Regions from separate parts of the Zea mays genome. Here all the other regions are linked to region 3. Evidence: chromatin contacts called from public Hi-C data. All regions are on one chromosome and are shown on one strand. The core of a region is the stretch at or near the end of the contact, and the rest is flanking DNA. Distances in the headings are between cores, read along the strand shown.

Region 1 (3,088 bases), core at 104-2,603, 330 kb after region 3:
AAATCAGCTACATGGTCGTCAATAATTTGCTTTGCTTATGTTTCTTTCTTTGTGTAATGCTCAAGAGTGGCTTGAGAAGTTTTGTTTTTATGTCTCTCTGCTACAACTTCCTCTAGAATCTTGCAAAGCATGGAACTCACTAATTTTCTGCCTTCTGTGTATTTGGTTTTATAGGAGCTGATACAACAAATGAAGACATGGAAGTTTAGACAATTTGCTTTTTGCTTTCTTGGTTTTTGTCCTAGAACTTGGTAGGGGACCTACATCAATCTGCTCCCCTTCCTCTTCTCCTTCATCACCATCAGCAGTAATCACAACCCTCATGTTCCTTCTCAGATAGGTGTGCATCTCCTTTGAAACCACTTCTGGTACTCTAGCACACTTCATGGTGTCACCAAACCCACCGGCAAGATGCTGCTTAAACCTCTTGATTCTAGATGGCACAATCTTCTTATAAAAAACACACTGAACAAAATCCTTCTTTTGTCTCTGGCCACCACCCAAACTGCCATCCTTGGTCTTGTGACCTTGCCTTTCTCTTAGGGTCATTTTCTTGTGCACTAAGCTCAGGAGGGAGTGCTGCAATTGCCTTTTCAACAAGAGTTTTACAATCTGCAGCAGATGATAAAGCAGACACAGGACCAGTGCTATCAGCATTTGAGGCCACTAGAGGAACAGAAGCACTTCCACTTGCACTACCGACCACATTTACTCAGGGAATAAGACCTCAACATTATTAGCATGTCCATAGCCACCATTAAACTCTAAACAAACAACACAAACACAGACAGAGATGCAGTTACTATTGGCAGAAGGAGGGGAGATGAACTCAGGGTGACTGTTCACTGCTGTTGGGGAGCAGGTGCACCTTCAGGTGCTACTAGTGGTAATAGAGGAGAGTGAGAGTAGGGGGAGCAGGTGCTACCTTCAGATGACGAGCTCATCTTGACTCGGTGACAGACACCGGAGAATATGACTGGAGCTAGATGGCGACAAAGAGGAGTAGGGTTTACTACTGAACAAAGGTTGACGGCTGGGAGGTTTTGTGTTAGGCAAGATAGGGTTTCGGCTGACCAGGGGCAACATATATGTTGCTACTGTAGATGGTTAGTATAAACGTGTGACACCAAGGAGTGACCCGGGCCCTTACGATCGGATGACTAATAATCGCGTCGTCTTCCTAATCGCCATCTACCAGGCGGCCAGTCCGACTAATCGCGATTAATCATGATTAGTCGGACGACTTGTAAACACTGGTGCCTACAATGCGTGCCAGACTGCCAGCCCAAGCACGACACGCGTAGTATGCCAGGCTGGCATGGGCACGACGACCTGTGTGCCGTGCCGGCCTGGGCCGTGCTCAGGCGTGTCGGGCTGCACGACGGGTCTGCTCAGTTTAGACATGTATAAACATTGTACATATAGAGGATCCAATTCTAGAGATATTGCTAGAGATAAAGAAGGGATAAAAGACGAAATCTTTTAGAGAATAATATATTCTTTTATGGGTAACATTGTATATATAGAGGATTGAATTTAGGAAACGTTGCTGAAGATATTGCTAGAGATGAAGATATATAAAATACGGAATCTTTTAGGAAATATTATAAAAGATAAAGAATATTTTTTTATACGACGAAATTTAGAATAGAGGAGCACATCTTCACGGACACAAGAGCAACTAGAGCCTAGCCAAACACGTCCTAACCAGAGTGATCGTTACATCATTACAATTCCACATTTCTTATTTATAAATCGTGGCATTTTGGGGAGAATTCTTCAATTACAGAATGCATTTTCATAAAACTGGGAAGGCAACAATGACATTTGGATTCTCTTGTACAATCGATCTTCACACCGAAGCTTAAAAACGCCCTAACAGTAGTATGTTACAAAACAGGTTTTTTCGTGCACAAGTATTTGAGAATACAATGAACAAATCGGCGACGGTATACAGTGAGTGAAACCAGCAGTATAGACACGCAAAGAATGGGAGACGAAGGAAAAATACAAAATTATACATGCGCGTAAGATCCACACGGTCCAAATCGACCTCACTGCGCTTTCATGGCTCTCTCTTTGCATAGCTGGTGCCACTCCTGAAGCACGGCAGCCTGGAGAGCGCGGTGCTCAGCCTCCTCCGCGGTGAGCTTGGAGAGCGTCGAGGGGCCCTTGGGGTTTCCAAACCCATCTAGTTCCTCGCTCTGCTTTCGCTCCTCTTCCTCCTCTTGATCGGTCTTTGCGGGTGGGACCTTTGGCCTGGCTGCCTTGAGCAGGGCAATCCTCTCCATGGAGATCTTCAGCTGCTCGGCGGCCACACTCTTCACCTCATCCTCAGGCATGTATTCCACAGCGCCGTCGGTGATATCATCCAGCCAGCCCTGGAGGTCGGATTTGATCTCTCTCGTGATGGATTCATCGGATGCGCGCATGACGAATTTGCAGATCATTGTGGTGGTCTCATCACCCAAATCAACATTCCGGCTGACTTCACTTGCCCCAAATATCATCATGCCCACAAATCCACCAAACCATGTCTTTGCTGCATAACATAACTGTAGGAGATGTAAGTTATAGTCATCACTCAAAATGTTTACTAGTTATGAATACGAAATAAATACTGCACCATTTAGTATACAGCGTACCAAAGATTACCTGGAATCCAGCTACTGTCCGGATGAAATGTGAGCAGACTTGATGGAAGGGCTTAGAAGAAATCGACTTCAATCCACTGAGGAAGGGAGAGCTGTCATACTGCTGAGCAGCGGTGGCCTTGAAACCACTGCCTTCATATGTGTATGTGCCAGTGCACTCCACCATGGCTGGTAGGCTAGGCCATAGCCGGAAATACTCAACTGGAGAACACTCTAATGGTAGGAGGAGCTCAGCGAGAGGAAACTTGTATGGTTGGCACCGCAAAACAACCGGTTCCCCAAGTTCAGGCCGATGTGAGCGCTTCTGCCTCATCATCTGTGAATCCTCTTCTGCATAATCTCCTTCATAGTCTGTTGATCCACTACTTCCATAAAACGGGTAATACAAAACTTGAACCCAGAGCGAGCATCTCTCAAAATGTGAAACTCCAACA
Region 2 (2,903 bases), core at 177-2,676, 300 kb before region 3:
GGCCCAATTTATCCCAGTGAAGACCACATATTCGGGTGCCAGACTAGCAGAGTTGTACATGGCACGAATAGTTTGTCTACATGGAGTGCCTAAGAAGATCGTGTTAGACCGAGGATCCCAGTCACTTCTCGGTTTTGGCAGAAGTTGCATGAGTTCTTGGATAGGAAACTGAATTTCAGCTCGACCAACCATCCTCAAACTGATGGGCAAACCGAGAGAACCAACCAAGTACTAGAAGATATGTTAAGAGCTTGTGCTCTTAAACATGGTGGCAGTTGGGATAAGAGTTTACCCTATGCGGAGTTCTCTTACAATAACAGTTACCAGGCCAGTTTGAAGATGTCCCTTATTGAGGCTTTATATGGCAGGAAGTGCAGAACACCTCTGTATTGGGATCAAACTGGTGAAAGGTAGTTCTTTGGGCCAGAAATTGTACAAGAGGCAGAACAACAAGTACGATTGATACAGGAGAACTTGAGAATTGCCCATTCTAGGCAGAAAAGCTATGCAGATACCCGGAGAAGGCAGTTAGAGTTTAAGGAGGGTGATCATATGTATCTGAAGGTGTCACCGATCCGAGGTATGAGGAGGTTTAAAGTTAAAGGGAAGTTGTCCCCTCGCTTTATTGGACCCTTCATGATCCTAAAGCGAGTAAGGGAAGTTGCCTACCAACTAGAACTACCCGACCATCTAGCAGATGTGCATGATGTCTTTCACGTATCCCAGTTGAAGAATTGCCTCAGGGTACCAGAAGAGCAACTGCCTATGGAAGAGCTTAGTGTTCAAGATGATCTGACTTATACTGAGTACCCTATCAAAATCCTTGATACTTTGACTCCCGTTACGAGGAGTAAATGATCAAAATGTGCAAAGTGCAATGGAGTCATCACAGTGAAGATGAAGCCACTTGGGAGAGAGAAGAAGAATTAAGAGTAGAATTTCCCCACCTTTTTCCTAGTTCGTCTTAATCTCGAGGTCGAGATTCCTTTTAAGGGGTAGGATTTGTAAAGCCCAAATTATGTAAGAGAAAAATGATAAAGTAAATAAATAAATCTATGCATATGTTGGCATTTTGGATTTAGGAACCTTTAGAGATTATTTAGTTTTCTTTTCTTTGTACATATTCAATTCATGGAATTATGCTGGTCAAATAACAAATAAATAAATACAGAAATATGCATCTCATGCCGAAGTTCTTGTAATGTTGCATTTGTACTTTAAATTATGATACAATTTTAAGTTTGAAAATCTGAATTTGACAACTGAAATTATAAAAGAAAAGAAAACAGAAAAGAAAAAGAAAAGAAAAAAAATAAAAACAAACAAACCGCGCTGTGCTCAAACTTGTCCCTCGGCCCATTCGCACTCTCCGTTGCTCGGCCCAACTCGGCGTCACACCGCGCCGACAGGCAGGCCCATCCTATCTGCTTGATTCACGTGTTCACTGGTCGTGCTGACCGGCTGACTCCCTAGGCCCACGTGACCGGCGCCTCCTTCGTCAACCGCCCGGCGAACCCCGTTAGAACCAGTGGTGGCCGTTGCAGCTGCCACCAGCTCCGCAGTCGCCGATGCCCGGACATAAAAACCTCGTGCCATGGAGGTATCTTTCCCCTTCTTCACCCTTCCGCCCTATAGCCAGCTACCGTCAGTAAGGACGAAATCTGGGAGGAACCAAATTGGATTGCCGCTGTTGCCTCTGCGATTCGCCCAAGTCTTCGCCACTCGGGCTTTGGCTGGGTTTGTGGTGGTTTCCCTTGGGGCCAAGGATCGTATTGGTGTGGGTGGTCACGCGTGTAATTGGCCGGCGACTACCCAATTCCTCGTTGGAGCATGGCAGGTACACAACTCCACCGCGGGTGTCCTGCGCCAATCCTACCTCCGCTCGCGGTGAGACCCCTCTTCCTTACCCTCGCCTTATCCCTCTCCTTGGTTAATATCGTGCCGGTGCTAATGGCGTGCTAGTCGGGCACAAATTTGGTCTCAAGGGTCAGGTTTTCGTTCTAGCGCCGTCAGTATCGTGGGCAGGCGTGTTAGACCGTGTTGTGGTCGGTGCAACCGTTCCGAGTGAGTTCGCCCTAGTCCTAGCTGCGTGTAGCACTGACCCCCTTCAAATATGGTGTAACCGAGCGTCTGCGTGGATTTTGCCGGCCATGGCGCCGCCGTGGGAGGGCGGGCGCCGCCGCGTCCGGTCGTCTTGCGCGCGCGATTGGTGGTGGTCGTCGATCTGGACATGAACGGTCATGATTATCGTGCTGGTAACGCTTGGGTCGGTGTAGCTATTGGCCGTTGATCTCAATCGAATGGACTACAACCGATCTAGGGTAGATAAACTCCCCACCGTTGATCTTCGATCCAACGTCTAGTATCGCGTACCAGTTCATGGGTGCGCTGGTCTAATCGGGAGGGTAAGTTTGCGATCGGAGGGTCCTGGTTGAAGCATACCTCTTCAGCCTAGAAAGTTTGCAAAAGAACCCCTCATGTTTTAATAAATAAACCCGTCGTCCCCGCGTGTTCTAAGTTTATTACCATTCAGCCCAAATATTTATGGTCTGGCCGCTGAAGGTTTCAGAATTTGCAGCCATAGTCTAACTTGAGCTCTGATTCAATAGATTAAGCCAGAAAATGATTTTTAAGTATTAAAATAATTTTAGAATCTTAATTAATTTATAAGTAATTCATTCTAGCTCCTTTTTAATCCATTCCAACTACATTAATTTTGTATTAATATTGTTCATCACCTGGTAACTCTGTTTTATCATGAAACATAGATTGAAATTATCTGCTCAATTTATTTTATATTAAACACTTAAAACTGCGGAAAATCATAACTCTTTAATAGTAACTCCGAATTTAGTGAATCTCAAACCTATGATCTCGTTACGATGTGTAGAATATTATCATGC
Region 3 (2,952 bases), core at 261-2,760:
GAACCAGAAAATTTTGTTGGAATCAGCATTTTTTATTTCTCACTGTTAGATCTGATTCTCCCAAACAGTAACGGTATCATCCCTAACTGTTAAAATAATAATATTCCCATTTCCGCTATTTAACATTGCACGTTGCCATAATGGTATTGCATGTCTCCATTTCCACTCATCATCAAAACCAGCTAATGTTTCATTTGGGCCTACCCCACAATAATGGTCGATTGGTCGCCTTGCAGGAAACAGAAACAACTATGAACCAGACCGAAGCCATCAAGAAGTAACCATCGAAGCAGTGTTGTAACACAAGCGAACATACCTCTGATAAAAGCCTAAAGCGCTACCTAGGAACCACAGGATAAGGCACGAAACAAGCCATTAAGCGGCTGATTGGATGCCTGGGCGAGCACAGGCAGGCTTGCGCAGTCCTGTCCCGTGGGATACGGCTAATTTCTGCGTATGTGTGGATACAAGCAAATAAGGCTAGGCTGCATCAGTGCATGCGCGCCCAGCCTCCTATATGTACTGGACTCAATGCAACCAAACACGTGACCCTAGTCAATGCATGCAAGGAGTCTAGCTCTCCTGATGCAGCCAAAGCCAACCAAACACGCGGTAAGCAAACCCTAGAATCCCAAACTAGCCCTAAGGACAAACAACGATTCTAGGGAGGTCGAGGTCCCATAAAGGTTGATTTGAAATTCGGTACGGTGAGGAATTAGGTCCGGCCGTTTCGTGTTGGCAAGGAAACGAGACCAATTTCCCAGCAGATCCGAAATGAATGGGTCCATTTCCGTGATGGCGCAAACGAACCATAAACTATCTCGAAGAGTCCGGAACAAGGCACGCCAATTCACTAATCATTCCACGCGAATCGATGCGAAGAACACATTCTCCACACGCTCGGAAATCGGAAACCCTAGCTAGTACGAGGACGTGATACAAATAAAAGCCTAGGCCGCAGGCACGCAGGAAAGAGAAGCGAAGAAGAGGAGCACACCAACCTGTGGGGAGACTCTTAACGCTCTTCGGCGCGGACGACAGCGGGTGCGCCGGACCTGGCTCCCTCTCCTCCCCTCTGCCTCGCGGTGAGGGCGGATCCGGGTGGACGCGCCTCCCCACGGCGCGGAGGGAGCCGGGAAGGGAGGGGGCGCGTGCTCCCTGGCGACGCCGCGCGGCTCCCTCTTCTTCGCCGGCGAGAGCCGACGGTGGTAGGGGATTAGGGTTGCGGGAACGGGCACCGGGACACGGGCTCGGGCTCGGCCTTTCGGCGGCAGGAGTCGATACGACGCGGCCAGCTCCTCTTTGTCTCCGCTGGACCCAGATTCGGACTCGGGAACGAGGGAGAAGAAAGGTGGTGCCGTGGTCGTGTCCACTCGCCAAGAAGTTGCACCTTTGGTCAGTTTGGTTGAGTTGTGGTCCTGAAAAAATTTGTTGTGAACTGTAATATGTGGAATATGTGTTGTGAGCTGTTAAAAACTAAAAACTGTTTGGTGTAAACTACTAAAAGCCGTTAAAAGTTCTTGGATATATGTTTTCATAGTTCCATATGAAAGCCACTAAAAGTAGGTCTAAGGGTGCTTTCAGTTTTATACTGCGAAAAAGTCGGCTTTAAAAAAAAACTGCTTTCTGGATCCATTCCTTTGATTTGGCTTTTTTTTATGTATCAAAAGTCAAAGGCAAAAGTCAAACCAAACACATCCTTAATCTAGTTGTGGTTGAGGATTTTACAGTATTTTCTCTCTATATATTGTTGTTGTAGCAGTCTAAACAGTTGCGACTCTTGTGGCTGCAAGGCAGCGGTGGAGAACGTAGGGGGCTTTGTGATGTAGCACAGCCCATGCAGGCTCATAATGGGCTCCTGCACGACTTATATGGGGTATTTGGTTTGAGAAATCATTCCATCCAAAATAAGTTATGTATCATGGGTTCATTCCTTAAATTTGGTGGGATGATCACATTCCTCGTATTAGTGCTAATTAATTAATTTTGAGGAATAAGGTCTTAAATTTGGTGGGATGATCGCATTCCTCATATTAGTGCTAACTAAATAATTTTGAGGAATGAGGTGGTGATGGATTAACTCATTTCATTCCACAAATCAAACAAAAAAACGAAAAGTGAGAAGATGATGGACTAACTCATTCATCAAACCAAACACCCTAATAGTTTTTCGAACGGTCACGAGAACATAAGACGTCTTTATAGACGCTCTATCTATACTATGCAAAAAATCATCAATTTATAGAAGTTCACGGGTTATACAAACTTTTGATCCAACATTATGATTCATAGTAATAACATCGGCCTTGTTTAAAATAAACATTACACTGGAAACCAAAAGTGTTTTGTCACCGGCTCACAACTGTATAACAGGAGTGCCAATGAGGCATATGTCAACTAACAAGACAAGGTAATATGATTAATAGTTATTATTTGAGGTTGTCAAAAGGTCAGGGTGAGAAGTACACATCATGTGCCAATGTTGCTACATATTGAAAGGAACATAATTTAACTTACAAATCATGTGCCAATGTTGCTTCTCCCTATCCTCGTCAAGTTCATTTTTGTTTTGTATATTCACAATTAGTATATATATATACTAGGTATGTGCACGTGCGTTGCGACATGATTAACAAAAATTAGTATGAATCATACTTGCAGAGTAAAAAATTACACATAGCAACAAAAATCCTGAAAGGGAATTAGGCTTACACCTAGTTCCTAAATAAATTTTGGTGGTTGAATTGCCCAACACAAATAATTGGACTAACTAGTTTGCTCTAGTGTATAAGTTATACAGGTGTCAAAGGTTCACACTTAGCCAATAAAAAGACCAAGAATTGGGTTCAACAAAAGAGCAAAGGGATACCGAAGTGTGCCCTGGTTTGGCGCACCGGACATGTCCGGTGCACCAGGGGACTTCACGCTGAACTCCTCACCTTCGGGAAAATC

Evidence for each region. Hi-C and Micro-C count contacts between places; a contact is called where the count stands out from the background.
Region 1: a Hi-C map of tassel shows a contact between it and region 3, with 3 times the contacts expected there. The contact joins the enhancer-like site here to the promoter of LOC103647016 in region 3. A contact is called at or near these places in 5 of 25 Hi-C or Micro-C datasets (endosperm, leaf and tassel).
Region 2: a Hi-C map of bundle sheath shows a contact between it and region 3, with 2.4 times the contacts expected there. The contact joins the enhancer-like site here to the promoter of LOC103647016 in region 3. A contact is called at or near these places in 6 of 25 Hi-C or Micro-C datasets (bundle sheath, ear, endosperm and 3 more).

What each region holds. Positions count from the first base shown.
Region 1 is chr2:138,989,001-138,992,088 of Zm-B73-REFERENCE-NAM-5.0, reverse strand. LOC100381729 reads right to left here. Exons shown (of 7, transcript NM_001349030.1): 6 at 2,656-3,088; 7 at 1,786-2,555. The coding sequence ends at 2,055. Among protein-coding and RNA genes, the nearest start is that of LOC118476363, 24 kb to the right of the region's middle. Within about 2 kb of position 1,353, at least 4 of the 20 cell types and tissues checked have an H3K27ac peak or open chromatin away from gene starts, as enhancers often do. A contact at or near this core is called in tassel, where this site is marked.
Region 2 is chr2:139,626,789-139,629,691 of Zm-B73-REFERENCE-NAM-5.0, reverse strand. No RefSeq gene overlaps it. Among protein-coding and RNA genes, the nearest start is that of LOC100272522, 62 kb to the left of the region's middle. Within about 2 kb of position 1,426, at least 20 of the 20 cell types and tissues checked have an H3K27ac peak or open chromatin away from gene starts, as enhancers often do. A contact at or near this core is called in bundle sheath, ear, endosperm and 2 more, where this site is marked.
Region 3 is chr2:139,324,283-139,327,234 of Zm-B73-REFERENCE-NAM-5.0, reverse strand. It overlaps LOC103647016 (transcription factor GTE8), which reads right to left and starts at 1,510. Exons shown (of 10, transcript XM_008671591.3): 1 at 1,002-1,510.